Regions from separate parts of the Mus musculus genome. Here all the other regions are linked to region 1. The links are chromatin contacts, called in public Hi-C maps. All regions are on one chromosome and are shown on one strand. The core of a region is the stretch at or near the end of the contact, and the rest is flanking DNA. Distances in the headings are between cores, read along the strand shown. Region 1 overlaps Nrxn3 (neurexin III). Region 2 has its middle 160 kb from the start of Gm40538. Region 3 overlaps Nrxn3 (neurexin III).

Region 1 (3,418 bases), core at 507-3,006:
GAAGTGTTCTTTTCACTAGAGGCCATTTGCCCCCTTGCTTCCAGTAAATTAGTGACTAGATTTATACCTGTTTTCTCTGTAGCAAAGTGATGTAGCTTGAACTTAGCCTACCTAAGAATGAATGGGCTATACAAAGTAGAATCAAAACTTTAAAAAGCTTCTTTGTGTTGGAAATGAACCCTAGATGCAGTTTTTGAAAAGTCTATATTTCACAGTATAAATATGTACATGTATATTTTCCAACAAGGCAAAAATCATTTCATAACAAAAATATGTTAAGTACTTTAGGTACTCCTTTCAAGACCTTACGAAATCTCTACAAGTGAATGGTATAAAAAAGGAAAAAAAAATCCAAATTGTGTGATCTTTTCAAAGGGAGCAGTTGCACAGAGGTGATGAGACCCACGGGGCTCCCACTTTGCCAGATTAAGAAACATTCTTGCTGGGTAGAGGTGAAATTAGTATGGACATTGGGAATGGCAAGAGTGCTCATTTCTCGTTTAGAAAAGCCTTCACTCTTAATTTATGCATGATATACATGTGCTTCTTTGCAAGAATCCAAAAGAAGAAAATGAATTCAGATATCATCAAACTGCCAAAAATAACTAAAGAGGAACAATATTTCCCATGCAATGCCACAAAGCACTGTGTTCCTACCAAGTCACAGACTGCTCCTCTGACATCATTAAGAGCAAAGCCCCCTGCCCTCTGAGGGAAAATATTGGTATGCATTTAAAAGTCTAAAAAAAGCACAATAAGCTACTTCATTTTAAACTTACTGGTGCATGTAAATTTCCCCCTTTATTAGATTAAACCATTGTTCTTTGCTCTCTTCTTATTTCTACTTCCTATACCACTAACAATTTACTGATGAATAAGCTCAGCAATATTTCTGTATGACAGATGAGCTTCTCTGACTGGCTGATTACTGCACAGACGGAAACCATTCCTAGGGAAGTCTTAGAAGTACCTCATTCATTCGAATTTCCTTAGGGCATGGGGTAGGATTTATTATCTGAAATGGAAGCCAAAAGGCAACAGGCCTCTATTCAAGGTCATACTGAAAGCAACAGCGTCTGATTCCTTGTCTGCAAATGTGCTTTCCTTAGCCACCCGTAAAATATATTCATGACCTCAGCTACTTCAAGTTATCCCAACTCTTCTGCAGAAAGCCACTTTCAATTTGATGCAAGTGGTTAGCCGTGCATTTGTTTTCTGTAGCAAAAATCAGTTCGTACGCTAGTAAGACTGATATTCCTATGTGTTCTTTGTCTGTGTATCTCCCCTTCATCGTTTCATTGAATTGATCATAATAGTCTTAAGGACAGTTTTGAAAAAAATTAGTCATGATACATATTTTCAAAAATCCCCAAAATAAACTCATGTTGGTATTTAATCACAATAGTAATTATTATTTCAGTTTTAAAAAGTCATTCCCTACTCCTGCCAATTTCACTAAAATTGGTGTTTATACAAGATCTGTAAATAAGTCAAATGCCTGTCTTCTACTGTTGTGCCTTTAGGAGCGTGTGCATATTCTGAGTGTGGGTAAAGCCGTTGTGGGCGAAGGTAGCACCTATGTAGGAGTAATCATATATGAGGCAAACCTGTGACACAGAGCCATATTACAGGGAGATGAGAGAAAGGCCACAGAAGGGTGAACTACCCACCTTGCCTGCTCTTCCCTTGGCAGTGCAGATCTAGCCACATAACTCTGTATTGATGTATAAGCAGAGAGCTTTCACAGTTCTTCCTTGAGATCATTCTGACAGCTCACCAGCTGTTTCCATGCTATTTTTTGCCATCGTGCCATGGCTAAGCCACAGTGTCTTCTCTGTTACTCTGCCAACAGCATTACTGCCTGCTGTTCTGTGCTCAGAGTCCGTTTTCCCAGTGAATCTCTACCATCTTGTCCCTTTCTCACTCCCCTGGCAGAGGAGTGAATTTCAGTCATGGACAGATAGTCCCTGGGGGAAACCTAGATGAAGGTGGTATGGAATGGCTACATAAAAACACACAGGTATATGCACAGATATGCTTATGTAGCAACAACCATGAATGGAAGCATACAGCCACTGATGTATTAACCAAAACCTTATCTTCATGCAATACTTTCTGACACTTGAAGCAACTGTCATAAGGCAGGAAGAACACAAATATTAGGAGTTAAATTCTAATTTTGATTTTCTGTTCTATATTTTTCTAGCTGGATAGTTCACTGTCAGTTTCCTCATTTTACAAATAAAAACTGTTTGTATAGGTAGTTTGCTGTGGGTTTTTTGTTTGTTTATTTATTTATTTATTTATTTATCTTTAACCAATGAATTCAAGAAACCAAAATGAAACCACAAAATGCCTAGGAAGAGAACCTGAACTCGAATCTTAAGTTCATGAACTTAAATTCTTCCTCATCTTAAAGACTGTCATCAAGGTAAGTGTGAGGTTTGCTTTACAAAGGGACTCAACAAGCATGACCATCTGGTTTCTAGACATTGTTAGAAGACTCTGACCAGAGAAAGGGAGGGTAGGCTAAGTATCAGGTCAGAAATATATTGTCTCCCGGAGATTCCACTTAACACAGAGTGAGGAACTATATAACCAGTAGAGAGGCATACCTTTGTAGAAACCAGAAGTAGATTTTCTGTACCTGGTCAGTTTTTTCAATACTAAGAGAAAATTAACTTTTGTTTCTGAAGCCAAAGAGTCCAAATAGGACAGGAACGATTGGCACACATTAGTCTTCTTTCATCTCTTTCCTGCCATTGTTGTTGAGTTTATAAATAACTGCCTTTGTTTGGCAGTTATTGGGAACCACCACTTTAACTGCAGGTGTCCTCATGAATGTATTGCTACGCTGCTCCTCCATCGCCACCAGCACTGTAAAACTGTTTAGACTACCACATTTATCACTTTCTGCCTCATGACTGTGGATACAGGGTGATAAACCACTTCAGTTTCCTGTTGCCATGATGAGTCTGCCATGATGGACTGTCCTCTCAAACTGAGTCAAAACCAACTCTTCTTCTCTGAAAAGAGAAAGCACTAAGCCTAAAAGAAGGTGTGTCTTTACAATATGGTGTGCCTTCTATAACTAAGTATGTACAAGACACACAAATACAAGTCAAAGGTAACGATAGTAACATCATCCCTTCCTTGTTCTCGTGTCCGCCATACTCCCTGGATCTTATACTCTTCTACATCATATTCCACATAGCTCCCTGATTTCTGAAGCAAGGGATCCAATAAAGGCATCCCTTCCAGGAATAAGCACTCTAAGATATTCCACTCTCTGCATAATGTGGATCTTATATTTGTTCCCGTCTCCTACAGGAGGAAGCTTCTCTAATGATGGCTGAGCAAGCCACTAATCTATGAGTATATTGGAATGTCATTTTGAGTCATTTATTACTAGTTTTTC
Region 2 (3,418 bases), core at 430-2,929, 420 kb before region 1:
TATATCTTTCTTCTTCTTTCTCACTGTACTTAACTATGCTCTCATGTCAGCTGTGTAGACCTCTTTTTCTTCCACATACTCAATGTTGATTAAAATCCCAGTCATCATTTGAGTTCAACACTTTCATCTATGGCTCCTCCCATCAATGCCCATTACAAATAATTATTTTACCTCTCTGTGCTCCAACCGCATGCACATTGAACATCCAATTACAGCGAAACATGAAAGTCACATGACTCGGTTAATCATTTGAACCCCTCCAATGCAAACTTCTTGGCAGAGGGACCATTGTGTTTTCTATACTCTTCAAGTAGCAACAGCAAGAAATCTGAACATTTCAGAAAACTATGTAAATCAAGTAAAGGATTCTCCATCACAGCTTGGGTGTGGTCCATATCACTAGGTGTTCACACAGGGTATTCATGATGTAACATTAAAAATGACTGTGAAAAAAATCAAGTTAGGCCTCAAACAATACTGGATAAAAAGAGTTAAAACCACATATGATATATATCTCCAAGATATTCCCGAAAACAATTCTGACCATAAACACAGTCTGCCTTGTGTGTTACCTTTAAAGGGAAATGTGAAACATGTTCTCTTTGTATTCGTTCTGACAGCTTTTCTCTTTGGTAAGCTACACTAGCCTCTTGAGGTGCTGCATTCTATTATACCTGGAACATAACACATGTATAATGAATATTTAACAAAATTAAAATTGAAATTGGATAAATGGAAATAAAACGGCAAGATGAATAAGGCAAGGAGAAGTCAGCAGGGATCTTGGAATGTGGTGGGCTCTTTGAGCAGCGACAGTCAATCTTTATTAAACACTTTCCACATGTTGTTACATTTAATCCTAGGTCCTGTCTGATGAGAACAGTTAGGACTTGCATCTTGCAAAAAAAGAGAAGAAACCAAGGTTGAGGGTAAATTTGAGTCATTTGCCTGAGGTTACCCCTGAGGCAAGAGACAGAGACAGCACTAACTGTCACCTTAAATTGCATCTAGATTGAAGGAGACTCTCCTACATCAGTTTCCAAAAGCTCTCTCTGCACCTTCATCTCCCTGCACAGTAGACAGGAGAGTTCTTCCTGTACAATGACATGACAATCAGCAATAGTTATTTTCTGTGTTCATTAAAGTAAATTAAGGAATGAAGACACTGGCCTATTGAAGCTTAACAATCAGTCCGGATGGGACACAATTACTCTCTTCACAAATGTAAGAAAAATAAATCAGTTTCCATAGGAATAAGCCACGTCCAAAGGCATGGATAGGACCCTGCTTAGGTTTGCCTGGCTTTGCCTGGCTCCCTTTGTTCTCAATAGAAAAAGCTTGGGAAGAATCCGTGAAGATCTTGCTCTATTTCCCCATGAAATCAAGTGGTTCTTTTCTTAAACACAACCTTCTCCCCACTTCCATTTTTTTTTTTTTCATAATTGACACACGTCAATGCTTAAAAGCAGGGAGACCTCAACAATGAATGTTTTTGACAATGACATTTCTAGTGGAATTGGCATGGTATTCAGCTTCCCATGACATCAGAACAGGTACAGAGAGTATTCCTTGCGAAGGGAACTAGGAGTGTCTTGCCCAGAGAAAGACATGAGAAGACTAAGAGAACCTGAACCTTTTGAAAATAACTTGTTAGACAGAGGGTTTTTTGCCCAGGAAATCGTTGGCCTGGGCTGCTCTCTAGTGGTAGGCAGTGTTCACTGTCAGAATTTCTTGTACAAAGGCTCCAAGCTGAGAGGCAAGAAGAAAAAAAAAATTCAAGCTTTTCTTGGACACCAGCAGATGAGCTACAAATGAATGTGTGTGTGTGTGTGTGTGTGTGTGTGTGTGTGTGTGTGTGTGTGTGTGCGCGCGCGCATGCACATGCATAGACACACATACACATACACACACAAACATGTAAATACATTGGCACATACCTGAGGCAAAGCACAGGGTGACAACTTTTAGGAAGAAATGAGAACAGAGGAAGAAGGATAGTGTCTTTTGTAGGATCTAGAGAAAAGTTGGAGGGGGTAAAAAGACTCTTTGTGAAGCCTCAGATATGAATCTGCTATGTGTTCATATTCCATAGGCATTGAGAGTAACCACAGGGAAGATGAATCTTCCTCATTGATGACTACTTGAAAACCAGTTTAAAAGCCCAGTGTGTGTGTGTGTGTGTGTGTGTGTGTGTGCATACCAGTTTATGTGTATTTTGGGGTACATGATCCATGTGCATGTGGTCAGGAGTAACTTTCAGGAGTTGGTTATTTCCTTCTACCATGTGGGTCCTTGGGAAGGGACTCAGGTCATCAAACTCAGTAACCAGTGCCTTTACCTGCTGAGCCACCTAACCAGCCCCCATCTACTTTTAGGTAACAGTCATTTTTATATCATAGGTATGTTGAATAAAGAGCTTCTCATGTTGCTTGTACATCCCTATAGGTAATGCAGAAGAAGAGAGAAGATGTCCATCTTGTGCTGACACTGTCTCTCTTTCTGTGAGGCCATCACTTCTCTGTCTTGGTCCTGATTTTTTCCTAGACTATGTGCATAATTTAACTTAAATTTTGAATTACATACACATTTCAATCAAAGATAAAACTAAAACGAGTTTAGGATTTTTCACTGTGTGGGCACCCTAGTTTATACCTTTTTGTGTGCACATAATAATTTTCTGTGAAAAATTATGTGGCATATTTGCTGTTCTGGGTCTTAGTTAATGTGTCTATAAAATTTTGACATCAATGTATGGAGTTTGCAAGACTGATTGATAATCTTTCTTTTTACTTCTGCTATACCCTGAGCCTTTTGATTCACCAGAGATTCATGAGAAAAAAAAAAAAAAAGAACAAATGTCCTGGGTTATGTTAGATAGCAGCTGAAGCTTGGACAGCTAAACAGCAATTCATACACAGAGAGAAGCTCAAAATAGAAGGACACCGGGCAAGTGGCATATTGGTGGCCAGCAGGTAGCTCCTCTCAGAAGGAGGCAGTAAGATCATCATCCTCTGCAGAGTAAAGTTCAGAGACTTGATGAGCCAGCGTAGGAGATACCCAGGGGCCTTCCACCCTCTCAGAATACAGGGGGAGGGGGAAGAATTATTGGATGGGGTGACCAGGAGGAGGAGCAGTGAGAAGTATGCAAAATGAAAAAAAATAAAACGAGAGAGGGGAAAGCCTCTTTATGCTCCATCTTCCAGATTTTCTTTTCTTAATAGCGTTCTCACGCCCGGCCAGGAAGAACACAACAGACCAGAATCTTCTGCGGCAAAACTTTATTGCTTACATCTTCAGGAGCTAGGAGCGCAAAACCCCCAGCCCCAAAAGCGAAAGCCCCTTCTATTTACATCTTTAGGAGCCAGAGCTCCGGCGCGCCAAAGCGCAGAGCGCGCTCTATTGTTTACATCTTTTGGCA
Region 3 (3,418 bases), core at 606-3,105, 320 kb after region 1:
ATGATAAATAGTACTGGGAGAGCTTGCCTCCCAGTGGTACTGAGGGAGCACCCCCATAATGTGAGGAGATGAAACAGAAGAGAATGTTTCCTCCAGCTACAGAATTAAATCACAGTAGCAGTGCATCCCACTATAGGAGGAAAGAATAGGAAAAGTTAGAAGATCAAGAACCTTGCGGAAAGGTTAGAAGTTAAAGGAACAACTATAAACAGGCCGCCAGGTTCACAGAACTGGCGAGAAAGAAAACTTGCAATGAACTCTCCGATTCTACAGTGTTCTCCCCATGAGAACTCTGTCTTTAAATCAAGACTAGAAAGTATCTGTTCTATGACCCCGGATCTCTAAAATGTAAAATTACAAAGGAAAAACAGCATTAAAATAAGTTTTCCCTTTCCATATCTGAAGACAGTTGACCTAAAAACAAAAGTTATTTCCTACTCTAAAGTATAGGTTTGTCAAATTATTTTTTTTTTAGTTTACCTCCTAATGCATATCAAACATAGGAATGTTTGGCCTCAGAATCTTCTCAGAGCCTTCATCACTTTTATTATCCAAGATCTCTGAGCTTCTGCATGTCTTGTTACAATTTGTTAACTATGGTTAGAACTTATCCAATATGGATCTCTGCCTAAAGGGATAGCTGTAGGTCACATCCCAGTTTGATTTCTGTATGCTTATGGAGGTGTTCTCATCTACATTTTCCCCAAAATTAGTGCACAAATGAAGTAGTTCTTCAGAGGCCAACAGTGTTGCCATAGCGAAATAAGGAGAAAGCAGGAATACAGCATCTTCAACCTGCCTGTGGGTGGGCAAGCAAACCTAGGTCCATGAGAGAAGGTGGCCCTGACATTATTGTATTTCTTATAAAATGTGCCACCCATGTGAGTCATGTGGACCACGTATATAATTTAATCTTCTGGGAAATTTTGTGCATAAAGCAGACAAGTCATACTATCAACTATTGAGGTTTAAAGATACATGCCTCTCAGCCAGGCAAAAAAAGAAACAAAGGCTGATTCACAATACATTCAACTCTAAATTTTGTCCTTGATTTACCTCACCCATTCCTAATGTCCCAGCATCCATTTGAACTCCATTACCAGTCAACATTGAGACCTTTATTAACACATGCTTTCATGGCTCATTTTAAAAAGAAGTATCTGAAGTGGGGGAACCTAGAAGGAGAGAAGGAAGGGAGAGGAGAGAAGGGAGGAAGAGGAGGAGGAATAGGGGAGGAAGGAAGGATAGAGGAAGGGAAGAAAATTATTTTCCAAAAGAATTGAACACCTTGCTTCCAATTTATAGCAACTTTACAATGAACAATATGTTGTCTTAGTCATTTCACTAGAGCCTCTTGACTGATAAAGTAGACAGGATATATATAACATTTATATCTAGAAATAAGTTTCATATAAAATCCAACTGGAAAATCATTAAAAATGATACTTTTTAAAGTATTTTTTGCTGCCAAAATATGTAGTATTTGTATGTAGTTAATCTGTTTTCCTCAATTAAAGGTGAAAAGTGAAGCACTAGCAGTGTGTGTGTGTGTGTGTGTGTGTGTGTGTGTGTGTGTGTGTGTGTTTGTGTGTGTTGGGAGGGTGGCAAGAAATTAGCCATAGGTCTTAAAGAAGTCAGTGAGGAGAGGTCTGAGGATATAGCTTGGAAGGGCAACAGGTCTGGCTGAGAAAGCCTTGGAATGTTCACATTAGACTATGCACAGAGCCTGTGTCTGCAGTCAGACAGAGTTAGTCCTATGCACATCAGTGTCTGGACTCAGGCCCAGAAGCTCAGCCAAGAAGGCAAACAGAAGTTGAGTAAACCTGCTGTCTTTGTTTTCGCCATTTATGTAAATAGGACTTTTCTTTTCGAGGCACCATCCTAGGATTTGGTAAATTGCTGTCAGTGTCACCTAGGGTTTACTTGTCTACTCTGAACTCACTGAACACACAGTACAGGTAGAGTGATGACTAGTCCCCACCCTGGAGATGTCAAAATTACACTGTGTCCACAAAATGGGTATATGGAAGCTCCACTCAACAGGAACTCAGAATGCTGCCATTTGGAGTTAGAGCCTGTAAAGAGATGACAAAAATACAACAAAGTTGTTGGGTGGACCTAATGTAGCTGAATGGGTCTTTAGAGAAGGAGGTTGAGGGGAAGCAATTCTGCCTGTGATGGTGCACACAGAGAAAAGACAAGATGGCAACTCAGTAGGGAAATGACCATATGTAAACCAGAGACAGCTCCCCAGAGACTAAGCCTGCTTCCATTCTGATCTTCAACCCTTAGCCTTCAGAGCTGAGCTAGAAGGAAACAAATATGGAAGGGAAGCTCATGGGTTACCTTCAGAGATGTGTGTCTCTCCAAGGCTATCCAGGGTCCCAGAGATATCTGAAATCCTGATAAATCAGCTCTAAACTACAGAATAGAATGTGGTACCTCTGAAATTTTGATATCGAGGAGTAAAGTCTCACTGCTGGATTCTATGAACTAGTAGTTAGAAACAGTCTTTTCCTCTCAGCCCTGAAGGCAATTGTTAAGCATTTCTCATCTCTTCTGCCTGTAACAGTGCAGCCCCCCTCCCCCACCTCTACCCTATCTGGTGGTGGCGGCAATAACATTAGCAGTCCTGAAAAGATTTATCCTCTGATATTATAATCTTCCCCTACCATCTTTCAAGAGCAGGCAAATCTCCAAGCCCACCACTTACCAGCAAGCACATTTTACAGACAGAAAACAATGCATGCCGAGGATAGAGGAGAAACCAATTTAATTAATTCATCACCAAGGCCAACGACGTATAAATCTTATCGTTTTATCTGTCAACCAACACTCTGAATTATTCAGTGTTCCCGATCTCAAGAAGGAAGGCAGAGAGAAAGTGGTGAGAGAGCAGCTGCACAGCGCCATAATGTGCTCAGCAGAGGAGCCCAGAGTGAGCCTAATGCTGGGCAAACTTTAGAGGCTAGGCCCTGAAAGGATCTCGTGGCAGAGTGTCATTCAAGACTCCCTGGTTCCTCTGCCACCAGTGAGGCCACTACCACATCTGCTTAGGATGGTTTGGAAAAGAATATAAAACCTGTATGGAAATGAAAATTAATGGGATGAAAACCAGTACACTGTACCTATTTCTATGCTCTGCCCAGCTAAACCACCCAGCACTTTCACAGCTGCTATTTAAATTGTGGAAACCAAGCATAAGATGGAAAAAAAAAAAAACTCAAGGTGGAGGGGTATTTTGAGTCACGGGAGAATGAAAATATGAATTTTATAAAGGACACTTAGATTTCATATGAAATGATTTGGCCCTACCTTCCTCCACAGTTTGTACAATGAAGAAGCACTTGTCTTTCACAGGGATCAACATAGTTACAGAGTCATGCCCAAGCTGAACACACCAATGTTTTATTAACTT

What was found. Hi-C and Micro-C count contacts between places; a contact is called where the count stands out from the background.
Region 2: a Hi-C map of cerebellar granule neurons shows a contact between it and region 1, with 2.4 times the contacts expected there. The contact joins two enhancer-like sites. A contact is called at or near these places in 2 of 484 Hi-C or Micro-C datasets (cerebellar granule neurons and cerebellum).
Region 3: a contact with region 1 is called in a Hi-C map of cerebellum, with 4 times the contacts expected there. The contact joins two enhancer-like sites. A contact is called at or near these places in 7 of 484 Hi-C or Micro-C datasets (cerebellar granule neurons, cerebellum, cerebral cortex and 3 more), 1 of 115 datasets of contacts at active chromatin or transcription factors (embryonic midbrain) and 1 of 9 other capture datasets (embryonic tail).

What each region holds. Positions count from the first base shown.
Region 1 is chr12:90,140,564-90,143,981 of GRCm38.p6, reverse strand. All of the region lies in intron 15 of Nrxn3 (neurexin III), which reads right to left. Among named protein-coding and RNA genes, the nearest start is that of Gm40538, 270 kb to the left of the region's middle. Within about 2 kb of position 1,756, at least 27 of the 459 cell types and tissues checked have an H3K27ac peak or open chromatin away from gene starts, as enhancers often do. A contact at or near this core is called in cerebellar granule neurons and cerebellum, where this site is marked.
Region 2 is chr12:90,564,807-90,568,224 of GRCm38.p6, reverse strand. No RefSeq gene overlaps it. Among named protein-coding and RNA genes, the nearest start is that of Gm40538, 160 kb to the right of the region's middle. Within about 2 kb of position 1,679, at least 5 of the 459 cell types and tissues checked have an H3K27ac peak or open chromatin away from gene starts, as enhancers often do. A contact at or near this core is called in cerebellar granule neurons and cerebellum, where this site is marked.
Region 3 is chr12:89,816,753-89,820,170 of GRCm38.p6, reverse strand. All of the region lies in intron 14 of Nrxn3 (neurexin III), which reads right to left. Among named protein-coding and RNA genes, the nearest start is that of Gm40538, 590 kb to the left of the region's middle. Within about 2 kb of position 1,855, at least 7 of the 459 cell types and tissues checked have an H3K27ac peak or open chromatin away from gene starts, as enhancers often do. A contact at or near this core is called in cerebellar granule neurons and cerebellum, where this site is marked.